Linked DNA regions of Xenopus laevis: region 2 is linked to region 1. A link is a contact called in public Hi-C data. All regions are on one chromosome and are shown on one strand. The core of a region is the stretch at or near the end of the contact, and the rest is flanking DNA. Distances in the headings are between cores, read along the strand shown.

What was found. Hi-C and Micro-C count contacts between places; a contact is called where the count stands out from the background.
Region 2: a Hi-C map of the XL177 cell line shows a contact between it and region 1, with 5 times the contacts expected there. The contact joins two enhancer-like sites. A contact is called at or near these places in 3 of 4 Hi-C or Micro-C datasets (the XL177 cell line, the XTC cell line and animal cap).

What each region holds. Positions count from the first base shown.
Region 1 is chr2L:77,671,100-77,676,770 of Xenopus_laevis_v10.1, reverse strand. cttnbp2nl.L (CTTNBP2 N-terminal-like protein) reads left to right here. Exons shown (of 5, transcript XM_018246608.2): 5 at 1,389-3,711. The coding sequence ends at 2,855. Among protein-coding and RNA genes, the nearest start is that of cttnbp2nl.L, 74 kb to the left of the region's middle. Within about 2 kb of position 2,365, at least 1 of the 7 cell types and tissues checked has an H3K27ac peak or open chromatin away from gene starts, as enhancers often do.
Region 2 is chr2L:77,750,130-77,756,274 of Xenopus_laevis_v10.1, reverse strand. No RefSeq gene overlaps it. Among protein-coding and RNA genes, the nearest start is that of cttnbp2nl.L, 5.3 kb to the right of the region's middle. Within about 2 kb of position 4,489, at least 1 of the 7 cell types and tissues checked has an H3K27ac peak or open chromatin away from gene starts, as enhancers often do.

The DNA of each region.
Region 1 (5,671 bases), core at 1,116-3,615:
GAAGTGAAAATGTGTGGGGGCCGACCATTCTAATTGTTCCATTATCTGGGAGCACAAAAGAAAGGGAGGCCCCAAAATGGACAGGGCAACTCTAATGTACAATAGTTTGTTTCAGCTTATACTTGAGGGGATAATAAATAATTATTTACCACACAAATCAGCCCTGACAAGCTTCCTGCATCTGCACCAGAACGATTACATAACACTGTGCCTAACCATAATGCTCATACAGGCCTGGACTGGCAATCTGTGTACAGGCTACTTGCCTGGGACTGGCAAACTTCCCCCCTTTCTCCTCCACCCCTCTGTAGCTCACTCTGACAGCCAGAGAGAGAAGTTGTGGAGGAGTGTGTTGTGTGAGTGCAGAAGAACAGAAGTCTCCTGCACAGACTGACTCTGACTGAGTTTTACCTCGTAGTCATGGTGAATGGCAGCACACTGCAGCAGGCAGCCTCTCTCAGTCTCCTGAGACGTCCACACGCTGTCTCCCCAGTCCCCACCCAGTTTCCAGAGGGCAGGCTTACAGTCTGACTCCAGCCAGCCAGAGTGAAGCCGTGGGGAGGGGGGCGTGCCTGGGCAGCACAGCTCTAGTGACGTCCACACTCTCACACACCCAGTCTCCTCACAGGCCAGCCAGCGAAGTGGGGGGCGGGGCATGCCGGCACAGCAGCAGCAGCAGCAGCAGTCTCTCTCCTCTCCAGGGACTGTAATCAGAGGGAATGAGGTGCCTGCCGTGCTGGACGTGGTGACGTTTACAGCGCTGCGCCGCCTCCCAGTTAGTTAGTTGGTCTGCGGTCGCTGGGAGATTAGGTCTTGGCTTGCTCCCTGTATCTTTTAGGAATTTGATGCGGGCCAATTTAAAATGGATCGCGGGCCGCAGTTGGCCCGCGGGCCGTAGTTTGGACACCCCTGCCTTAGACTTTAACTTGCTATTATAGGCTTAAACTCCACAATTTTATATTTAGAATATGTATTAGAACCCAGTTTAAGGAATATTGCTGTATAATGAGTGGTTAAAACTTTGTTTTCATGACTTGTATACTACTTGAGTTAAAAGTTCCCTCCCCTTTTGTTTTCTGTATCTCCCTTATTTTTGTTTATTTCAAAAGAATATAAAAAAAATTAAAGTCCATGAACTCAACTTTCCCGGTGGCCAGTTTGCAGATTCTCTAGAAAGGTCAACATGTGCATGAAAAATGTTGTGATAAAGTATTTTGTAATTGTCGTTCTTGCTATGTTTTTAATTGTTTGTTGCTGTACATGTATGCTGGTGCAATAACAAAATTCTAGTGTAATCTTACGTGGCTTTGCTTTTTTTTAAAAAAAAAAACTGTTACATTCCTACATGTCTTATATTCTTACATATATATTTGTATCTCTATATTTAGCTGGAATTTGAGAAGTCTCAAGTTAAAAAATTGGAAAAAGAGCAGAAAAGGCTTTCTAGTCAGCTGGAGGAGGAGAAAGCCCGTCACAAGCAACTGTCATCTGTTCTTATGAAAGAGTGTACAAAAGCCAACAATAGGGCAGTGGAGGAAGGACAGAGAGTGGAAGATGTTAACCTAAAGCTGGAAAAGGTTAGAAACAAAGTGAGCCAGCTAGAAGAAGAGTTGTCTCTTGAAAAGAAACGAGGCTTGCAGATGGAAGCACAGGTGGAAAAGCAACTTTCAGAGTTTGATATTGAGAGAGAGCAACTGAAAGCCAAGTTAAATAGAGAAGAAAATCGCACGACAACTTTAAAAGAAGAACTGGAGTCCTTAAAAAAGTCCTTGAAAGAGCTGAAGACCACCAACCAAGTTCCAGTGCCTTCATCCAAGGAAATAAGTGAGCTGGTGTCTATTGGTGTATCAACAGAGAAAGCTGACTTCGTTTCTGTGTCATGCCAGACCGAACCCTTCCAAAATGAAAAATGTCACACGGATGTTTCTGCAAAATCCAATATCCCCTTTTTAGCTCCATCTAAGATTCCTCAGCCATATTCCAAAATAAATGGGCACTGTAATACATCAACACAGAACAATGAGCCCATTTTAAAATTAAACGTGGGAGACAACCAGAAAGAAAAGTGCAATGCATCAGACAGTCTGTCTGACAATGGGAACTCCCCAGTCAGAGTAGAGTCTCCTCTGCATATGACAGGACACCTTTCTTCAAGTGGTGCTTCTTCCTCACCCATCAGTACAGCAGCTTCCTCCTTAACTTCTTCTCCATGCTCTTCTCCAGTGCTTTCACGCCGTCTGATTGGAGCAACAGCCAACAGTCCTGGTTATCAATCTTCCTACCAAGTTGGTATCAACCAGCGCTTCCATGCTGCCCGCCACAAGTTCCAGTCTCAGGCAGAGCAAGATCAACATGTTACTGGTTTACAGAGCCCCCCTTCCAGGGACTTGTCTCCAACCTTAGCAGATAATTCAGCAGCCAAGCAGCTTGCACGCAATACTGTGACTCAGGTGCTATCCCGCTTCACCAGCCAACAGACCTCCAGCAAACCTGTACCTCCCAACAGCTCACCTTTTGGCACAGATTATAGAACCCTTGCCAATGCTGCCTCTAATCAGAAGAGTGATGGAAGCCATTCCCCAAACCCTTTGAAAGTTTCTAGCCCTCTCAGTCCTGTATCACCTGGAATTAAATCACCAACCATATCTCGGGTTGAACGAGGAAACCCCCCACCAATTCCTCCAAAGAAACCAGGGTTAGCTCAGTCTCCAGCATCTCCCATACCACCATCCAAAGCAACCAACCAATCATCTGCTTTGGCAGCCTCAGTGGAGGTTTCAGATACCTACTACTCCAATAACGGAGTCTTCACAAATGGAAAAGAAATTGAAATCATGCTTCCATCTGATAGCTAGTTTCACCCCAGTCTTGTGAGGACATTGTTCCATGACTTAATAACACTGTCAGACCATTGTGTCTGAATTGTGCTATACAATTAAGATGATCAAAAGTATGTTATTTATTTTAATAATCAAAAACATTTTCCCATATCCCCGATTTCATATTCCTTTCCTTTTTCTGTGGAAGTATTATTTTTAATTAGAAAACATTTCCAGGAACTTTCTGATAACCTAGAGCATAAAATGCAGTCTTAATACCCAATAGAAAAGCAAAAGACTTTTTTTTAAAATTCATGCATCTTGAGTGGACAAGAGTGTTTTAAAAATTGGGTTGCTGATAATTAAGAGAACCAAGTAATGTCTGGCAGTTATAAATTTATCTCTACCAGCATCTTTTGATCCTGATTACCAGATATCTGTGATTAATTGCCTGCAGAAAGGTCTGTCGGTGTATTTCAGAGTAAGTAAACAACTTTGGTGTGGGAATCTATACCAGCTTGCCAGTATATATATATATAAAATCTCCCTGCAGGCAGCACTCCGCTTGTAAAATTTACGTAAACAGTTTAAATATTTTAAAGAAAGACCAGTAACAACAAGATATCTGTGTGTGTGTGTGTGTATATTATATATATATGTGTGTGTGTGTGTGTGTGTGTGTGTAGAGAGAGAGAGAGAGAAGGAGATTTTGTATTTCGTGTTCTTTAAGCTTTAATTAATTAACTTCCCAATTCAATTAATCCTGCGTTTTAACACTTTATGCACAGGCACTAGCGCAGCAGTAAGGATGTGTGAGCTCTCCAGTGGTCATGGTTGCTTGGGGCTAACCATACTGCTGTAGTTGTTAAATAAAGAACCAGTTTGCCAAATGTTTCCTTATGTAGCCTTTAACTGTCTAATAGATGAACAGGTTTACGTAAGGTTGATGGTTTATAACAATACATACTAGCTGTGAACAAAAATGGACTGATCTGCCTGAATGTTAAACAGCCTGCTTAAAATTATTGGGAAGTGTTTCTCTTGTTGTTTTAAAATTATTGCCATTTTCAGTTCAAAACTTTTTAGTGCTTCCTTTCCTGGTAAGTGAAAGAATATTGCCAGTGACCACTAGGTGCTGCTGTTGACTTACCAGATCTAGATTTCTGAACCAAGGTTTAAATGCAAAGGATACAAAACACAATTATATCTGCATACAAATGTTTGCAGAACCCTTTATAATGAATTTCAATATTATTGGTGATGTCAGAAGAAATTGTGTTAAAAAGACATTCTGCAATATCAGTAAAGGAATCCATAAGAGACATGGCAGTGTAGAAACGCTAATCCTAGCATTTTGTTCCTATAACGTACAGGTTATACCCTGTGTTTGGAAAAGCATATTAACGATTGAAATGAAATAAGCACACTAATGCACTGAGTTACAAAATTAATACTTAAATATTAATGCTTAAATATTTTTTTAAAAATTATATTTACTTAGTTGTATGTATGTGGTGTCTGCTCTACTATTAGGCAGTTAAGCATTGCCTGTAACGATCTTAAGAAATTTACTAATTTGTTCTAATTAATTTTACACTTCCACATGGTTGGGCAGAGTATAAGGAATCAGTATACCATAGCTAAAAAAAATGCACTGACTCAATGACTGACCACTCACCACCCTCAGTTATAATTCAAAAGTATACCACGTAAATGGGAAGCAATATAGTAAGTAGCGGAGTTAAAAATATTCGTTGCCATAGACCTAAGAATAGGTCCATGTTATGCTCTATGTTCTTGGTGCAAATTGAAATATGCTTACATTGGAGCCCTGACAATTAGCTGCTACGTTACCATTTACATCACTATGTCCTCCAGTTAGTTCCCTACTTGCTAGCCACCCTTATTTTGGATATTTTTAAGAGATGCCAGCAATTTTTTCATATCTGCAAGTTCAGTTACAGCAGATGTACACATGATGTATTATAGGTAAACACCTATATATATTTAGCATTATCAATTCTGATTTCAAAATCTCTTAATATTTTTAAGAGATGCCAGCAATTTTTTCATATCTGCAAGTTCAGTTACAGCAGATGTACACATGATGTATTATAGGTAAACACCTATATATATTTAGCATTATCAATTCTGATTTCAAAATGTATAACATATAGGCATTGCCATTCAGCTTGACCTGTGCAGTAATTATGCTAGTGTTATTCTTCCCACAAAGTGCCTTTAAATGTATTAACAATCATATTGAGAAACTGTTCCTGTATAGCAGGGGTGTCCAAACTTTTGGCTTCCCTGGGCCACATTGGAAGAAGAAAAATGTTCTGTGGCCACACTCAAAATACACACAAACACTAATGCTAACTTATGATTTATTTTATTGTAAAAGTAAAAGAAAAAAGGGTATCATAAACCTAGTGGGATTTTTGACATTGTGTTTGAGAAACTAATTTATCAATATCTGGTTGAATGGAAGTAGTTGCAATTCTCACTGAATTCTCAAGGTGCTCATCAGATAATTCTTATTGGTTCTAATTTTACTCTTAGGGGCAGATTTACTAAGGGTCGAATATCGAGGGTTAATTAACCCTCGATATTCGACTAGGAACTAAAATCGTTCGACTTCGAATATCGAAGTCGAACGATTTAGCACTAATCCTACGATCGAAGGATTATTCTAACGATTAAATCCTTCGAATCGAACGATTCGAAGGATTTTAATCCAACGATCGAAGGAATATCCTTCGATCAAAAAAACGCTGGCAAGCCTATGGGGACCTTCCCCATAGGCTAACATTGACTTCGGTAGCTTTTAGCTGCCGAAGTAGGGGGTTGAA
Region 2 (6,145 bases), core at 3,240-5,739, 77 kb before region 1:
GCCAGGGCCCACCAGGTTCTTTCCTGGTTTCCTGCGTCCACAGTCCAACCTTGATATTCTGCTCATGTCCCCAATGTCTCCAAGTTAGTACTCCACTTCTTATTTGCAATTTAATAGTGACAAATGTCATTGTAAACATTTTTGAAAGTTTATAGTATTTAAACTGGCATGTCTGCAGCGTATGTAGCATACAATAATGTTATCAGCATACTACAATGTTATTCAGGCAGGTTCCATTGTTTTTTATACTGAAATATCATTGCTAGATTCTGTAGTAATGTCTAAGAATGGTAGCTCTCGGGTACCAGAGTTGCCACCTCCCAGACTGTGACCTTCCAGCAGCTGATGGACTTTAAACTTGTGTGCACAGTTTTTAAAAACTATGTCCTCAGGTCAGAATTTTCATACAAAATTCTCTGTTGCACCACAATCTGTTGTGTGCGCTTGCCTCAAAATGTGAGTGCGAGCACAAGCGTACACCTTAGAGGGAACACAATTTGTTGTGTGATGCAGTTTGCTACAGTTGTCAGGCAGTGGACAGATTTTACTGCAAGTCCATTCAGAGCTTTCTGGATAACAGGTTTCTAGATAATGGATCCCATGTCTGTTGTACTCTATGATATCTGCTAAATCTAAAGCATTACAAGGGTTATCTTCTAGAAAGGAAAAGGGAATGAACTGATGAAAGGTTCAGGTTCTCTGATGAAGGTTTTGGATTTAAAGGTCACAACACAAAAAAATACAATAAACAACAATGAAAAACAATGTTTTTATTATAAGCTCTTCTGTGCAGGCTCTCTTTAACTCTTTTATCATTTATTGGCAACTTTGTATGTAAATCTGTATGTTCAATGTAAATGCCAAAAATTGCTGGCATTTTATAAATATGTGCTATCATAATAACATGCACCTTTATTTTCACAACCCATCAAACAAATTATGGAAGGAGAAAGGTTAATTCTTATGTGAGTGCAGGTACAAAAGTACAATAACTAATTATAGAATATGGGCTGATTCTTCACAGAAGTTTAGACACAATGCATTACCAAGTTTATACAGTGAGATGGAAATTAATTTATGAGACATTGCAGTACATCATAAGCTACTGAGGAAGCAGTTGGATGACAAATGTGTATATACCCCTTCTATATACATCCTTTTTATGTTGTGTATGTTTTTTTTAAAAAAAACAATTCAGCATTGTGGGCTGGAGTAGTTTGGAGCATTTGTCCAATTTAGGCATTGGCTGTTTAGGGCTGGTCACTTTACCTATGCCGCTTTACCTGCATTTAAAGAAGGTATAGAGATCCACATTAGTTAGCTCACAACCCATGTATTATTATATATGATACCCCCATGCATACATATTTCAACAAAGTTTAAGAGTGTAAAGGTGGCCATAGACGTTAAGATTTTTCAACCAATTTTCGTGTGATCTAACAAACCTGTTAAATTATTGGAAGGTTATTGGGCACCGAACGATCATGCCTCTAATGATTTTCATCCAACATTGGTGAAAATCAGTCGGTCCAGTTAGAACATTTTCATTGGTGGCAGTTAAATGTTTCCATTGTCCAAGTGTTTGCAGGGCCAAGCAGGCAGCTACCCAAAGTTCCCTAGCTTTAACTAGATGATATTGCTTGAAATGGTATTTTTCGTTGACAAATCGTGCATTTAACGATGGTTTCAGTTTCTACTATAAAGAAAAGATCTTTTAAAATCTTAACATCTATGGCCAGCTTAAGAGTAAATGCACCAGAGCACACAACTGTATATACTAATACATTATTTTCTACTAATTCATATTTCACCTCCAACTAAGTGAAATACCATTTCACTAGACCGAATACAATAAATCCTCATCTCAACAAGCCACCAAATAATGTAATTTAAAGCAATTTTATTTTTTATACGGCTTTAGTTCCTTCAGCTGTTCTTTACTCCTCTCTCGCCTGGATTGCATTGTTTTAAATATGCAGCTTTCTTTCTCTATTTGGCTATGATACTCACAGCAGGTTTTGCCCACCACAATTTTTGGCTTGCTGCAAAGTGAATAAAATTTCCCTGTACTGCCTGTCATGGTGTTAATTGGTAATCAACTACAAGCACCAGTACTAGTTTTTTTCAGCTGTCAAGGACTAATCTGGCCTTTAAAGTCTGGCACTTTATTGTAATTGCACTGTAACACTGTAGAAAAATGCAAGTGTAAATTTCAGTTTATGGAACACTGAAACATGCTAAGCAAAATTCCAGAAAAAGGGAGTGGTGGGTTTCAAGCCATCCATAGTAGTGGTGATTGTAGTGGCGCAGAGGGGTAAGGAGGCTTGTGACCAACCAGCAGTGGGATGGGATGGTGGAGCAACGGACCTTGGGCAGTAGCAGAACTTGGCCTGGCACCTGGCACTTATATGTGCTGCCACTACAGGAGTGCAGGTGCAAGTTTCTCCTCTCAGAGAACAAACATTTTTAAAATTAGAGTTCATTACTGCCTATACCTAAGTACCATTTGGGCACAAAATGTGTAAGACCGTAGACTGTGGGGGTTTGTATATTTAAGAGATGTTATAATAAAGATATTTTTTACTTTTTAAGATTTTTGGAGTGCCAAATTAATGTGCATATTTCTGTTAGGGCAACCCATTGATACTGGGGCTCTTTCTGCACCCAGGTGCTCATTTACTACAGCACAAGTTATCCTTCAGCTTTTCATAATTTGTTATTGCTTCACGTTTGTAGCTTCAAGTGTATATTCAAGTATACAGATGACTATAGCCAGCTTTCTGTAATAGCAAGCAGATGAATCAAGCAGGAGAAAACAAGATCATGGACAGTAGTTATTGTATTGTATTGTATTAGCGAGTGAGTGGGCATTCCATCAAGTACAGGGGAAGAACGGAAAAGAGGGAGATAAATGTGTATTAAGTTGCTGTGGTTCTTTTGATGAGGATAGAAGAATTTAGTGGGGCGTATATGGGAGCAAACACGGATACTGTATATCAAGGACCTGGGTGTGATTGATATACCCTGATACTAGCAGCAGGAGTGAGGTAAGGTAATACATAAATACAGGTAAGAGGAAGATGGATGACTGAATTCTTTGGAGGCAGGCCTGGACTGGCAATCTGTGGGTTCTGGCAAATGCCAGTGGGGCTGCTGTAAGTTGCCATAGACACTCTATATTTATTGAGCTGGTGGAGAGCTGTTTTGGCCTCTATGTTTGAGCCTCTGTCAGTGATGGACTGGCCAACCAGGATACCAGGAAAACTCCCGGTGGGCCCAGGTGTTAAACATTTGGCCTATTTCATGGTCATATCCTATTTCTATAATGCTAAATATAAACAATAATAGTTTATAGAATGTAAAGAATAGAGATGAAAAGAGGTTGAGTGAGGAAAGGAAGAATAATAGTACTGAGAGTGGGCCCCTGGTCTAAGGTTTTTTGGTGGGCCCCTGGTGTCCCAGTCCGACACTGGCCTCTGTGTACCTAAAATGCCAGGGCCTTTCAGTCCAGACCTGTTTGGGAGATTGCTAGATATTGGGGCCAGGGACTGTAGATAAGCAAATGCCTGGGTACCTGAGTGGAGATATGTGGGAAGAATAGAGGGGATCGGGATATTTTAATGGCGCAAGGGAGTAAGTAAGGAAGACTGCATAAGGCAGTAGTGGTCCTGCTCATCCAAGAGATGAGATGCATATGATAATAAGTGGCAAGTGTATGAAAATGTGCAGGTAAAAAATAACAGCATAGCAGGGTAAAGTAATGAGCAGGTAATAGTAGGCAAAGTTAAATGTCTAGTATTATATGTTCATGCTAGGTAATTAAAAGAAATACAAACTGGAAGTTGTCAGTAATGGGGGGGGGGGCAAAGGCTACAATATAAAAATGGCCCAAAAATACAACTAATTTATATACATGAATTTATATTTATGAATTTATAAACAATATTTTGAATATGAAGGCTAACAGGTACAACAATCAAGTAGTAAATATATGGTTGCAATTACAGAACTCATGGTGTACCTCTATATTTAGGACCATATTTATTATGCTGTGCTAAACCAAATTTGCTGAAAAACAGTGTAAAATGCTGTGTAAGATAAGTGGCGAATTTATCAAGGTGTGTGTAATTTTTACGCCATGCGAATGCCAGATTTGCCATCAGACGTCACGCTAAGAAAAAACGCATAAAAATTGTTTGTTTTTTACACAGCATAATACATATGCCCCTTAGAGACTCAAACTATAGAATTTTTAGAATGTAAACCTACCACCCTGCAAGTGACTGCAGCCAACTGCTGTGAGGTGAGCCTTTCAAGACTATGAGCAACTCAAATGTGACATCTGTTGGCAGAATCAAAACGACACTCTTTTTTAACAAAGGTAACCTGAGACAAAAGTTAATGCAGATTTTGTCTGGACACTGTGAGAGACACTGTGAAATAACCCTGCTTGCATCTGTATGAAAGGATAGCATCTGCTTTCACTCGCCCTCCCTGTGACAAAGTAAGCTAAGCCACAATAGCAGAGGGAGGGGCTCTAACTCCTGTCCTGAAAGAACTCATAGCTGTAACTGATACACTAAGAGCCAAAAGGCCATATTTGCGTCTAGTAGGCAATATTAGAAGCAATCTTCTTAGGTCTGACCCTGTATGAATAAATATTTATTTATTTATTTATTTATTTATTTATTTTTATATGACTCTTTACAGAAATGATATAAAACACTACCCCTGCATAGCTTTCAATCTTAAGTCCCTGTCATATTTACACCTGCCTGTATAATTTAGAGATAAAAACAGAACACGCAGAGAAAATCCACACAAGCATGGGGAGAACATACAAACCAATAGAATATGGAGAAGCCACACACCACACACTCCCAAAGGTTCTTATCCTGGTGCCCAGTGATAGAGGAATCGGCAGCCTCACAACAAGGGTAAGAAGAATTTCACCGGCACACAGGAATTGTAGTAGCAGGGCAAGCCCTTGCAATTTTATTATGCAGTAGTGCAACGTTTCGGGGTCACGCCCCTTTGTCAAGCAACATACAAACTCCTTACAGATAGCGTCCTGGCTGAAGTCAGACCTCGGACTCCACAACTGCACGGTAATAGTGCCAGCCAGGGGTGCTGCTAGCATGAAGCTAGATGAAAAACATAGACAGCAAAGATTTCTATGCTCCTCAGCCAACAAAAAGTTGCTGATACAACTTTACACTCAACAAAGCCCCCCCTTTCTCTTATATACATCTGACATTAATTTATGCATAACTTTCTTTAATAAATTTAGATAAACATATTCATGTAGTTAACGTTTTCATAACTACAAAAGCATGGGAGTATTGATTTTGCTTGAAAAAAAAAAACACTTCAAATTCCCATTTAATTAATAAATACAGATATGGGACCTGTTATCCAGAATGTTCCAGAGCTTGTATTTTCCAGATAAGGTTACTTCCTGTAATTTGGATCTTGATACCTTAATTAATTATAATAACATATAAACATTAATTGAGCTTAATAGAGTGTTTTGCTTCCAGTAGGGATTTATTATATCTTAGTTGGGATTAATTACAAGGTACTGTTTTATTATTACAGGTAAAAGGAAATAATTTTTAAAATTCTGAATTATTTCATTAAAATGGAGTCTATAGGAGATGGTCTTCCTCTAATTCTGAGCTTTCTGGATAACAGGTTTCTGGATAACAGATCCCATACCTGTACTGTGCAATGGATATCACAGAAAAAAGGATACATTTAGCTGTGTGCACTGACAATTATATGTGTTATCATGTATCCACATTCCTTGGGGATTCTACAGACAGCATGGGGAGGAAGCAAATGAGTTTATCACATTAATAAGGAAAGTTTTCCAGATGTTGTCAATGCAGAAGCAGCCTACAAGGAGGTGAGGAGATATTAGCTGCTAGTTCATAATTTGTAGAAGACCTGTGGTGATGCCACTCTTATGTGACCTGTAATGTCACTGTCACACATTTTATATTTAAAACTATAAGCAGAAACAGATTTAGAGTCGCTGCCCAATAGGACACATGTTACATCAGCAGATACAGTAGTCTGCATATGTGGTGGTCTATTTATTACCACGCTCTGAGCTGTGTGTTCATGTTTGTTTTATTGGGGG